2 separate regions of the Sus scrofa genome follow, and region 2 is linked to region 1. The links are chromatin contacts, called in public HiChIP or PLAC-seq maps. All regions are on one chromosome and are shown on one strand. The core of a region is the stretch at or near the end of the contact, and the rest is flanking DNA. Distances in the headings are between cores, read along the strand shown. Region 1 holds the start of PNKD (probable hydrolase PNKD). Region 2 holds the start of SLC11A1 (solute carrier family 11 member 1).

The links. HiChIP or PLAC-seq counts read pairs in DNA pulled down with a chosen protein or histone mark.
Region 2: an H3K27ac HiChIP or PLAC-seq map of skeletal muscle shows a contact between it and region 1. The contact joins the promoter of SLC11A1 here to the promoter of PNKD in region 1. A contact is called at or near these places in 1 of 5 promoter capture datasets (fetal liver), 10 of 47 Hi-C or Micro-C datasets (alveolar macrophages, embryonic fibroblasts, epiblast stem cells and 4 more) and 2 of 2 datasets of contacts at active chromatin or transcription factors (alveolar macrophages and skeletal muscle).

Annotation. Positions count from the first base shown.
Region 1 is chr15:120,342,781-120,348,191 of Sscrofa11.1, reverse strand. PNKD (probable hydrolase PNKD) reads right to left here and starts at 2,651. Exons shown (of 10, transcript XM_021076195.1): 1 at 2,532-2,651; 2 at 1,608-1,776. The coding sequence starts at 2,598. It overlaps AAMP (angio-associated migratory cell protein), which reads left to right and starts at 2,741. Exons shown (of 12, transcript XM_021076200.1): 1 at 2,741-3,080; 2 at 3,083-3,166; 3 at 3,625-3,777; 4 at 4,787-4,906; 5 at 5,348-5,411. The coding sequence starts at 3,047.
Region 2 is chr15:120,431,807-120,436,742 of Sscrofa11.1, reverse strand. It overlaps SLC11A1 (solute carrier family 11 member 1), which reads right to left and starts at 2,643. Exons shown (of 15, transcript NM_213821.2): 1 at 2,630-2,643; 2 at 1,973-2,106; 3 at 1,006-1,128; 4 at 583-702. The coding sequence starts at 2,636.

The DNA.
Region 1 (5,411 bases), core at 1,402-3,901:
GGTCCCCAGGGCCTGAGCCTAGGCTTGTTGTGCTTAAGTCTCTGCGGTTTCCCCAGCCAGTCAGCTGGGAACACTGAGGCTTCTGTGAGAGGGAGCACACGTGAGTAACCAACCCCACCCTCTGCCCCTCCCATCCCAAGGGACTCACAAACCCAAACCTGGTTCCTTTCCACTCAAACACTCAGTAACTTTATTTGCCTTCGGCTGGTTTCTAGGGAGGGGAAGGGTAGGGCCGGCAGCAGCCTGGGCTTCATGCGCCCTCTGGTGGGCCTCAGAGGCAAGGACCAGAATCATGGCCAAAGCCAAAGGACTTGACAGTTGGGAGGCCACAGTCTAGGGGAGGGTTGCAGTGTTCCTCACGACTGCACCCCGGACACAGCTTCAGGAGACGGGGCATGATGGGAGGAGGCCCTGAACCTCTGACTCTCATACTCGCCCGTGTTGGATGCCCGCATGTTCTGCCGAGCCTTCATCTGCTTCAAACGGTCCTTGTCCACTTCCCGCTTGGTGAGGATGAAGAGGAGGATACCACAGGGGAAGCCGATGGCCCTAGGGGTGGGGAGATGTGCATGGGATTGGGGGAGGGGCCAAGCCTGAGCCAGAGGAGCTGGGGAGAATCCTCAGCTTGCACAAACACTGCAATATATCACATGTGTCTACTCAGCCTCTGTGCTGGCTGCTGGAGGGCCCCGCTTGATTCGGATCCTACCACTGCCCTGCTCAAAACCCTATTAACAGCTCTCCATCACTTCCTGGCCAAATTCGCATTCCTAGGCATAGCACAAAAGGCCTAATGTGGCTGGGTCTCTGTCTACCTTGTCATTTCTCTCCTCTTGAGCCTGACACTCCCCAGCATAAGCCCTGCCACCCTGCCCTCGGGACTGTGTAGGGTTCCTCAGGTAGCCCATCCTCTTCCCCTCTCCAGGTCTTGGCAAAGATTCCCTCTGCCTGAACCGCCCCACACCCGCTCCCAGACTCCCATTTTTAACCTGAGTAACCGCTACGTGGGAGGTACTTCTGTGCAGGTTAAAGGCAAGGAGTCACAAGATCTGGTGAGAATCCAGCTCTGAGCCTCAGTTCCCTCATCTGTGAAATGGGGATGTCACACTTATTTTGGAAAGACTAAAACATTACACTGTAAAGTATTGGCACACCTCAGGTGCTGGAAAAAATGTTAATTTCCCCCTCCTTTTCTTTTAACATTAGTCAATAATACGTACTAAAATCAGCGTCAGATCCAAATAACAATGCACTGAACACCTTGTAGGTGCTGCTACTATACAACTAACATAATCTCGTGGGAGTTCGATTTTCTCAAAGAGCTCAACTGGCTCTCACCCCAAGCTCCCCAAAGAGAGGATGAGGCCAGGGACCCAAATCTCAATCAAATTAGCTCAATTTACGCCACACAAAACCTACTTGTCTCTCCAATTCCACATACTTTCCCACCTCCCCTGCCCCAGTCCTCTGAGAGGCCCATGCTCACATCCAGCAATTCTGTCTCCACAACCTTGGATTCAGCTCACCACCTGAAACTTGGAGAAGTTTCTGGGTCCCACCCTCCCCTGGTGCCACTCCCCATTGGTGGGCAAAGGGTTAAAACTCACCAGGCTAGTCCCACAGCTTTCATGGGGTTCTTGCCCCTCTTTCTGGGAATGTATTCCAGCTCAGGGGGTAGGGGTTCAGGCTCCTCCTTGCACTCTGGGGAGCTCTGGCTTTGCAGTGCCCGGGTCCTGTTCTGGGAAGCCTTGTTAGCTGTGGCTCCTGAGAGAATCCCTGTGGATGGAGGCAAGGAAAGTCAGTGAGAGAGGATGAGAAGGAATCCCGGGGAGGAGTGGTTGTGATCTGAGGAAGGGGAGTGACTGCGGTCTGGAGTAACAAGTGCCAGGGAGAGTCCAGAGGGAAATGGGAAAATTGCCATCGAGGTGGCACCTTTGAAAGCCACTTCCACGTCACTGCGGGCTCATCACCCCGGTGCCAGGAGAGCGAGCTTCGCTGTTCTTCATTTCAGACGGCAGGATGTGAAGGACTGCAGTGGGGCTCACAAGAGGCGTATGAAGGAAATCCGAGAAAAGGTTTCCAAACTGCAGAATGTTAGTACTGGAAGGGAGCGTAAAGGTAGTCTACTCCATCCCCTCATTTTATAGAAGAGGAAACTGACGCCCCGAGAGACGAACTGCTTCGCCCAAGGTCAAACTGCTAATTATCCGTGGCTAGAACCCAAGCCTTCAGAAGCCCAGGGCTCTTTCCTCTGCACTGCGGTGAGTGTGAAACATCTAGAACGCGGGAGTCTAGAAGGCTTCCTCGGGGCTCCCTTTCGCTCCAAGACTCCAGAGTTACGGTGTAACCGGAAGGCTGAGGGGATGGAGTGGGTGACCTCTAGACAGCATCTTTTAGCCCCCTGACTCTTTAAGATCCTGCAGAGGGGTGCAGGCAGCAAACAACACCCTGACCTTCCGCTATCACTGAGCGAGATGTGAAAAAAAAGGGATCCCCTGCAGTCCTACCCTCCCCAGGGTCCCTCTCCTTACCCCGGAGGACGCGGGCATTTCTCGCCCCCCGGCCCTTCAGCGCCGTAGCAGCTACCACCGCCGCCATGTTCAGATCCCACCCCCCTTCACCGCGCTCCCCGCCGGGAATTGTAGTTTGCGTAAGGGGCCTCCCCCGCTCCTTCCGTCTGTCCTACAGATCAGAAACTACATTTCCCAGAAGCCTGCGGAGCGGACCCAGGAGAACTACTCTTCCCAGGAGACCCCGGAGGCGCGCACGCTCGCTTGTTTCTCTCCTGTTGGGGGCGGAGTCAGGCCGGGCGGAGTTTGGGTTCCCCCGACCACGCCCCGGGCTCTTCTCCCAACTCTGCCCTGTGATTGGTGGTTCAGCGAGTCCACCCCCTTCGCTATTGGTCGAGAGGCCGTCGCTCTCTCTGCCGGGTGGTCGCCTACTCCTACTTCCTCCCGGGAGGAGGGGCTCGAGTTCCGCGTCGTCGCGCAGAGCTGACTCTGGGAGGCGTTTGGGCCCAGAGAAGTGGATCCGCCGCTTGCGCCGCATGGAGTCTGAATCGGAAAGCGGGGCTGCCGCTGACACCCCCCACTGGAGACCCTAAGCTTCCATGGTGATGAAGAGATTATCGAGGTGGTAGAACTGGATCCCGGTCCGCCGGACCCGGGTGAGAGCTGCTGATCCTCAGGCCATGGGACAGGAGGCGCTCACCCCTGGCCTTTGACCCTTGCTTCCCCTCCCTCCCCTTCTCCCCCCACCCCACCGGTCAGTCCCACTGACCTCCTTCGCCCTTCCTCTCTCCCCCAACCCCACACTTAGTTCTCAGGCCTGGCCGGGGTGGGGGTTCCCCTGACGCCTCCTCTGGCCCTTCCCCTCACACACCCCCTTCCCATCATCCCCTCGGTCCTCCCTTCCCACACGGTCGCTGGCCAACCCCAGGTCCTCAGACCTCTCCTGTCCTCCGTCCCACACGCCCCCCCTCCTCCCTGCCGCCTCTTCACCCCTTCTGTCTGACCTCACCTTGCTCTCTTGCCACATGACCCACCCCAGCCTCGGGCCTCCCCACGCTTCGCATCCCACTTACCGCCTGTCGAGCCTCGTCTTTTAACCCTCTCCCCAAAGCAGACGACCTGGCTCAGGAGATGGAAGATGTGGACTTTGAGGAAGAGGAAGAAGAAGAGGGCAATGAGGAGGGCTGGGTTCTGGAACCCCAGGAAGGGGTGGTCGGCAGCATGGAGGGCCCAGACGATAGCGAGGTCACCTTTGCATTGCACTCAGGTAGGTGCCTGAGGAGGTCCGTCATAAACTCGGTCCAGGTGGGCACTTGAGCATCAGGCGTCCCCTGTGTAGGGCACGTTATGAGGGACACAGAGGTGGGAAAATGCTGGCCCTGCCCTGGAGGAGCTCACGGGTAGGGGGGCAGTGCGATGGCATGGAGGAGAGCTTGGCTCTTGGAGTCAGTTGAGACACTTGGGTTCAAATCCTATCCCTGTTGCTTGCCTGTGTATGATCTTTATCAACACCGCTGCGTTTTAGTTTCTTTTTTCGACAGTTGTCATTGGTGAAAGTTACTTTAGTGTGAATTAGAGGTAATAGTACCTTTTGGAGCATGTTTTTGGTAGTCCTCTTAAAACATTAGCTCTCTCTTTTTTTTTTTTTTTTTTTTTTTTTTTTTGCTTCTTAGGGCCTTGTCCACGGCATAGGGAAGTTCCAAGGCCAGGGGTCGAATCGGAGCTGTAGCCTCCGTCCTACCCCGCAGCCACAGCAACGTGGGATCTGAGCTGTGTTGCGATCTACATCACAGCTCATGGCAACTCTGGATCCTTAACCCACTGAGCAAGGCCAAGGATCAAACCTTCAACCTCATGGATACTAATTGGGTTTGTTAACCATGGAGCCACGATGGGAACCTCAACACTAGGGGGTTCTCAGTGAGGAATTGGTGACACAGTGCCCTCCTCACGCAGTCCCTAGCTTGGTGGCATCCCATGCTGAGAAATGTAAGCCCAGGACACGTACCCTCCTCTTGTCCATGGCCTCAGTGTGGGGTGGTCAAGGGAGCAGAGGAGGGTTCTGCCCTGGAGGACTGGCAAGTTTGGCAAGCTTGGGGAGGGATTTCTCCAACAACCTGAGGCCTGAAGCTGAGAAGAACTTGGAGGCACCCTTCTTTTCCAGGAGGAAAGACGTGTTGCTCTGGGTGGAAGGGGGTGGCTTCCCAAAGGTCCCAGAGGACAGAACCCTAGGTGGGAGTCCAGTCCCCTTACTCATGGAGTATCTCTTGGGACAGCATCTGTGTTTTGCGTGAGCCTGGACCCCAAGACCAACACCTTGGCAGTGACAGGGGGCGAGGATGACAAAGCCTTCGTGTGGCGGCTCAGCGATGGGGAACTGCTCTTTGAGTGTGCAGGTGCGGGGGTTCGGGGGAGGGGCTTAGGGGGCTGGCCCGCTGCCGTTGTGCATCCAGCAGCCATTTGTTGATCTCCATTTGGCCCAAGGGCCCCAAAGAACAGAGCCCTGTGGGTCTAGGAGAGGGAGGCACAGATGGGCCAAGGGAGTCTAGGAGGAGGCGACACTGGTGAAGGCGTATTGGGCCAGAAAGGAGTGGGTGCGTGTTTCGGGTGGAGATGTGGAATGGACAGAATGGGGAACACGCAGGCCTGTTTGAGTGGGAGACCGGGGAGTGCTGGCTCCTAAAGCAGCTGTGTGTTTGGTTACCGGTTCAGCTGGGACCCATCCTTTTTTTTTTTTTAAATCCCAGTTGGTCCCTTCTGGGGGCCAGATGCCTGGGTCCCGTGTCTCTGGCACCAGACCCTGACGTTCTCTTCTCTCTGCTCACTCTTCCCTGCAGGCCATAAAGACTCTGTGACTTGTGCCGGTTTCAGCCACGACTCTACCCTTGTGGCCACAGGGGA
Region 2 (4,936 bases), core at 1,394-3,893, 89 kb before region 1:
TGCCAGCCTGCACCACAGCCACAGCAATGCAGGATCTGAGCCATATCTACGATCTACACCACAGCTCATGGCAACGCTGGATTCCCCACCCACTGAGCGAGGCCAGGGATCAAACACGCATCCTTGTGGATACTAGTCAGATTTGTTTTCACTGCGCCACAACGGGAACCCCATCGTCTTATCTTTCATGGACTTGAGATGCTCTACCCGAGATGATGTATTTATTTTGATCCTAGAAGCTTTAAATGGCTCTTGGGTTTTTTTGTTTTTTGTTTTTGTCTTTTTGCCATTTCTTGGGCTGCTCCCGTGGCATATGGAGGTTCCCAGGCTAGGGGTCAAATTGGAGCTGTAGCCGCCAGCCTACACCAGAGCCACAGCGATGCGGGATCCGAGCCCCGTCTGAAAACTACACCACAGCTCATGGCAATGCCGGATCCTTAACCCACTGAGCAAGGCCAGGGATCAAACCCGCAACCTCATGGTTCCTAGTCGGATTCGTTCACCACTGCACCCTGACAGGAACTCCTGGCTCTTGGGGTTTTGAGCCTACGGATGCTTCCTGTCCATGTGCAGCAAGCTCACCTTAGGGTAGTAGAGATGGCAGATCTCACCCAAGTCCTTGCCTGTCACCACGCCCAGCCGGGCAGCAAGTCGCTGGCAGAGCAAACCCAACACCGTGGCCCACAGCAGCACCCAGAGCAGCTGTGAGAAGTCGGGGAGAGGCCGTCAGCCAGAGGGACCAGTCCCCAAGAAGCCCCGAGCTATTGGTACCCACTAAGTAAGGACACTCCCTGAGGAGAGAGTGGGGAAGATGGAGCGAGAAGACCCCCCCACACACACACACTCTGGTAGGGCTTCCCTGGGGACCCCTTTCTGGCCCATTTGAACAACACCTGCTCCCAGGAACACGAGCCATGTACGCCACCTTGGGGAAATGTGGCAAACTGGCGGTCTCCACCCATCTGGTCCCCCCCCCCGCCGCCCACGGTGCCCCGACTTGATCACTTTGAATCCAGCCACAGCGCCAGCCTGAAGATCCGACTGGATGTTTCCCGGGTCCAGGTAAGCAATGCTCATGAGGAAGCCGGGCCCGGTGAAGGCCCACAGCTTGCGGAGGCTGAATGTGCCCTGTGGTCGGGGTGGGGAGGACGGAGTGTGAGAGGTCCTGGGCAAAAGGGTGGGGGCAGTTGGCCTGGACCAGCTCCCCCAGCTGAGTCCCCCCACCACGCCCCACCCCCACCCCACCCTGGGCTCACTGGCCCAGGTTGGCCAGTCCTGTCCTCCATTCCCCATTCCTGGAGCTGCCAGGCCTGCGGGTGAGTGGAGCATGCAGGTGGGAAAACCTCAGGGTTTGCTGAGTCACGGCAGATCAGCTTTCTGGATGCTTCAGTGTCTGTGGCCTACATCTGACCCCACGCCAGCCCTGACTCAGGAGATCCTCAGAGCCCGAAGGGGAGCTTCCCTGGGTCAGGCTTTTGTGGCCCAGCTCCTCCTTCCCCAGCCCCTTCTCAGACCACAGGTTCTTCTCTCTGAAGTCCCCTGAGCTTAGGGTCTTCCCACCCCCATTCCAGGGCTAGGTCTGGCAGCCTGGGCATCTGCTAAAGATTCTGGCAATGCAAGGGAACACTGCCCTAGAAGCCAGCCCGCAAGTTCCACATCTCCTGATGCCTTAGTCTGCCTCCTTTCCTTCAAAGTTACAACAAATCCTCAAGGCTCCAATCTCAATGCACCCCAGGTCCCTTTCCCTTCCCAGGAAAGTTCAGATTTGTTCAAAAAGCTGCCTGGTGATTTTTAGACAAATTGTCAGCACCCCAGCCAAACACTGGGGACAGAAACAGGAAGACGGCAGTTACCACTCTCCATCTGGAAGGGACTTGCCCTGGTCTTCGGGGGACCTCCCTCCCTTGGCCAGAGAGATCCCATGGGATCCTATCCATCCTAAAAGACCCCAGGAAGTTTCCAGCATTCTCACCGGTTCTGCATTCGGGATGGGGATCTTCTCACTCAGGTAGGTCCCTCCGGGAGGTACTTGTGGTGGCCCTGGACTCGGTGAGCTGGAGATGGAGCCATATTGGGTTCTGCTCTGCTTTGGGGGGCCTGTGTCACCTGCCAGGGGCCCCAAGAGCCTTGGTGAGTGACCTGCCTGTTTCTGGTGGCAGGGCGAAAGCAAATGAAGCCCCAGCTGAATAGGAGCCCTTGATTTCTTTCTTCAGTCCATCACATCCATCCCTCGACCAGACCTTCCAGAAGATGTGTGAGAAGCAGAGCCTTCTGGATTCCTCTCCTTCCATGTGAATGCAGAGGTCCCCAGATCCTGATGGCCTCTTGCCACAGAGGATGTGGAGAGGGCATGGGCTCTGAGCAGGGAAGACTGACGCCAACGTGTGTGTCCTTTGGTCTCATCCCTGCCTCCAGCTTCCAGGGAAACCCCAGAGGTTCCAAACCCACAGAGATGAGGCAGGGGGAGGCTCTGCCCTTGGCAACGTGAAGCGCCTGACCCCAGGCTCCTGTCCAGAATTGTGGTCAAGACCAGGACTCCCACAGGGGACCTGGGGCTTCCCTTGCCCCTCCTGATGCTCTCCTCCTGCTCCAATCCAGGCTCTGTCCCTGGACAGAGGGGGCTACTCACCTGTCATGAGGACCACAGACTCAGATGCTCTCTGTGTGAGTGGTGTGCTGGGTGGCTCTCTGGTCCACCCGTCCTCTCTGGGAACCGGTGAGTGTGTGGGTCTATAGCCTTTTACGCATCTTCAGCTCAACTTGGCTGTCCTCACACATGCCCGGGGCATTGTGAAACACTTTCCAAAGGCAGAAGTGGCCAGCTCTGACGGAAGGGTCTGGGTGGCCACAGAACAGGCTTTCATTCCCCTCCTGGCGTGAGCCTCGCACCACCCTCTGGCTCCCTTCCGGGAACCCCGAGTTTTCTGCCTCCCAAGTTAGCTCTGATTTCAGACGCTTCCTGCCACTTGAGCATTCACGTCTAGATCACACGACTAACCCTCCAGCGCCACACAAACAGGCCCTTTTCCTTTTTGACCTTGGGTCCTATGGCAGCAGGTTGGCCTAATGGGTGGGAGGGAGTCCCCATGACCACCTAGGAGTGCCACAAAGGAAAAGACCTTCCAAGCCCGGCCACGGGGACATGCATTGAAGTTCCAGGCTAAGGAGGTCCTCTGAAGAAGAGGGTCCTGGAATTCTGGTCTTGCTTCTACCATGGATCCATTTGACGTTGTCACCAGATCCTGTCCTGCCTCTGAGCTTATTTCTTCTGTTAAATGAAGGGCTCAGACTAGTTAAGAGGTCACAAGTTTAGGCGTCCAAGGAGGCCAGGCAGGGAAGATAAACCATGAGACAGGTTGGGAACAGGAAAAACAGTGCTAGCTCAGTGCGGAATGATAATGATGCTGAGCCTTGGTGGTGGAGGGCAATAGGGAGTGGTGGAGACTCTAGCGAAATAAAGGTCATACCTTCTAGAGAGGGCAGTGCTCACAGAATTGCAGCCAGCTGTCATGTGGGGAATGGGGGTCCACTGTCACCACATCTTCTGATTTGCCAAGGATGCTGGAAATCTTGGAATTCGATACAACACATGCTTTTTGAACACCAGGCTCAAGTGTTTCAACAATATTGTATAATCTATGGAGTTCCCATGGTGGCTCAGTGGTTAACAAACCTGACTAGTATCCATGAGGATGCGGGTTTGATCCCTGGCCTTGCTCAGTGGGTTAAGGATCCAGTGTTGCCGTGAGCTGTGGTGTAGGTCACAGACGTGGCTTGGATCTGGTGTTGCTGTGGTTATGGTGCAGGCCAGCAGCTATAGCTTCAATTCGACCCCTAGCCTGGGAACCTCCCTATGCCATGGGTGTGGCCCTAAAAAGACTAAATAAATAAATAAAAATATTGTATAATCTAAACAAACGTTCCTATGGGCTGGATTCCACTTGAGGAATCCATCTGTCTGTAACCTCTAGACCTTTCAGCTCCCAATTTCTTCTGCTCACCAGCTGCCAGCTCCTGTGCTCCCCACACCCCCCTCCTTCACAGCCATCTCTCTGCCATGCCCACTCTTGTCCTCTATCCTGTAGCCTTTCTTTTCTGCCACGAAGATTTACAGCTCACATTGTCACGGAGTTTCCAACTCCAAAGTCTGGGACCTTAGAACCCAGAGAAAACAGGGGCAGGTTCTCATGCCCAGACTAGATCTGAGCCAGGCTGTGCCCCCTGTTGAGTCAAAAACCTGAACCAAAGTTTTGAGGACCCAGGATGTTGGGTCGGGGGTGGGGTGCAGCTCATCTCCCATCTCCTCATTGATGGGGGCGGTTGGAGGGACTGGAGAGGCAGAAATGTGGGAAGAGGGGTGAACGTGGGTGAGTGAGCAGAGAGCAGCAGCAGCATTTGTCACTGTGCGAGTCTGTGGCTCAAGGTACTGTCACCATCCCTGACCTCTAGGGTTTCTGCACCTTTGCAATCACTACCTTGGGCTCATGTGGGGGTGGCTGAAGGTGGGGGGGGCACGGGGTGGGGGGAGTTGTGATGGTTTGATTTTTTTTTTTTTTGGTCTTTTTAGGGTCACATCCCCAGCATTTGGAAGTTCCCAGGCTAGGGCTGCAGTTGCCAGCCTACACCACAGCCACAGGATCCGAGCTGCATCTGTGACTACACCAGAGTTCACAGTAATGCTGGATCCTTAACTCACTGAGTGAGGCCAGGGATCGAACCCTCATCCTCATGGATACTAGTCAGATTGATTGTATCTACTTGACTGGGCCATGGGGTTCCTGGTTATTCTGAGTGTGTCTGTGAGGGTGCTTTTAGGAGGAGGTTAATATTTGAATGGAACAACAGTAAAGCAGATTTTTCTCCTTAATGTGAGTGAACTTCATCCAACCCACTGAAGATCTCAAGACAGGAAAATGCTGAGGAAGGGAGAATCTCT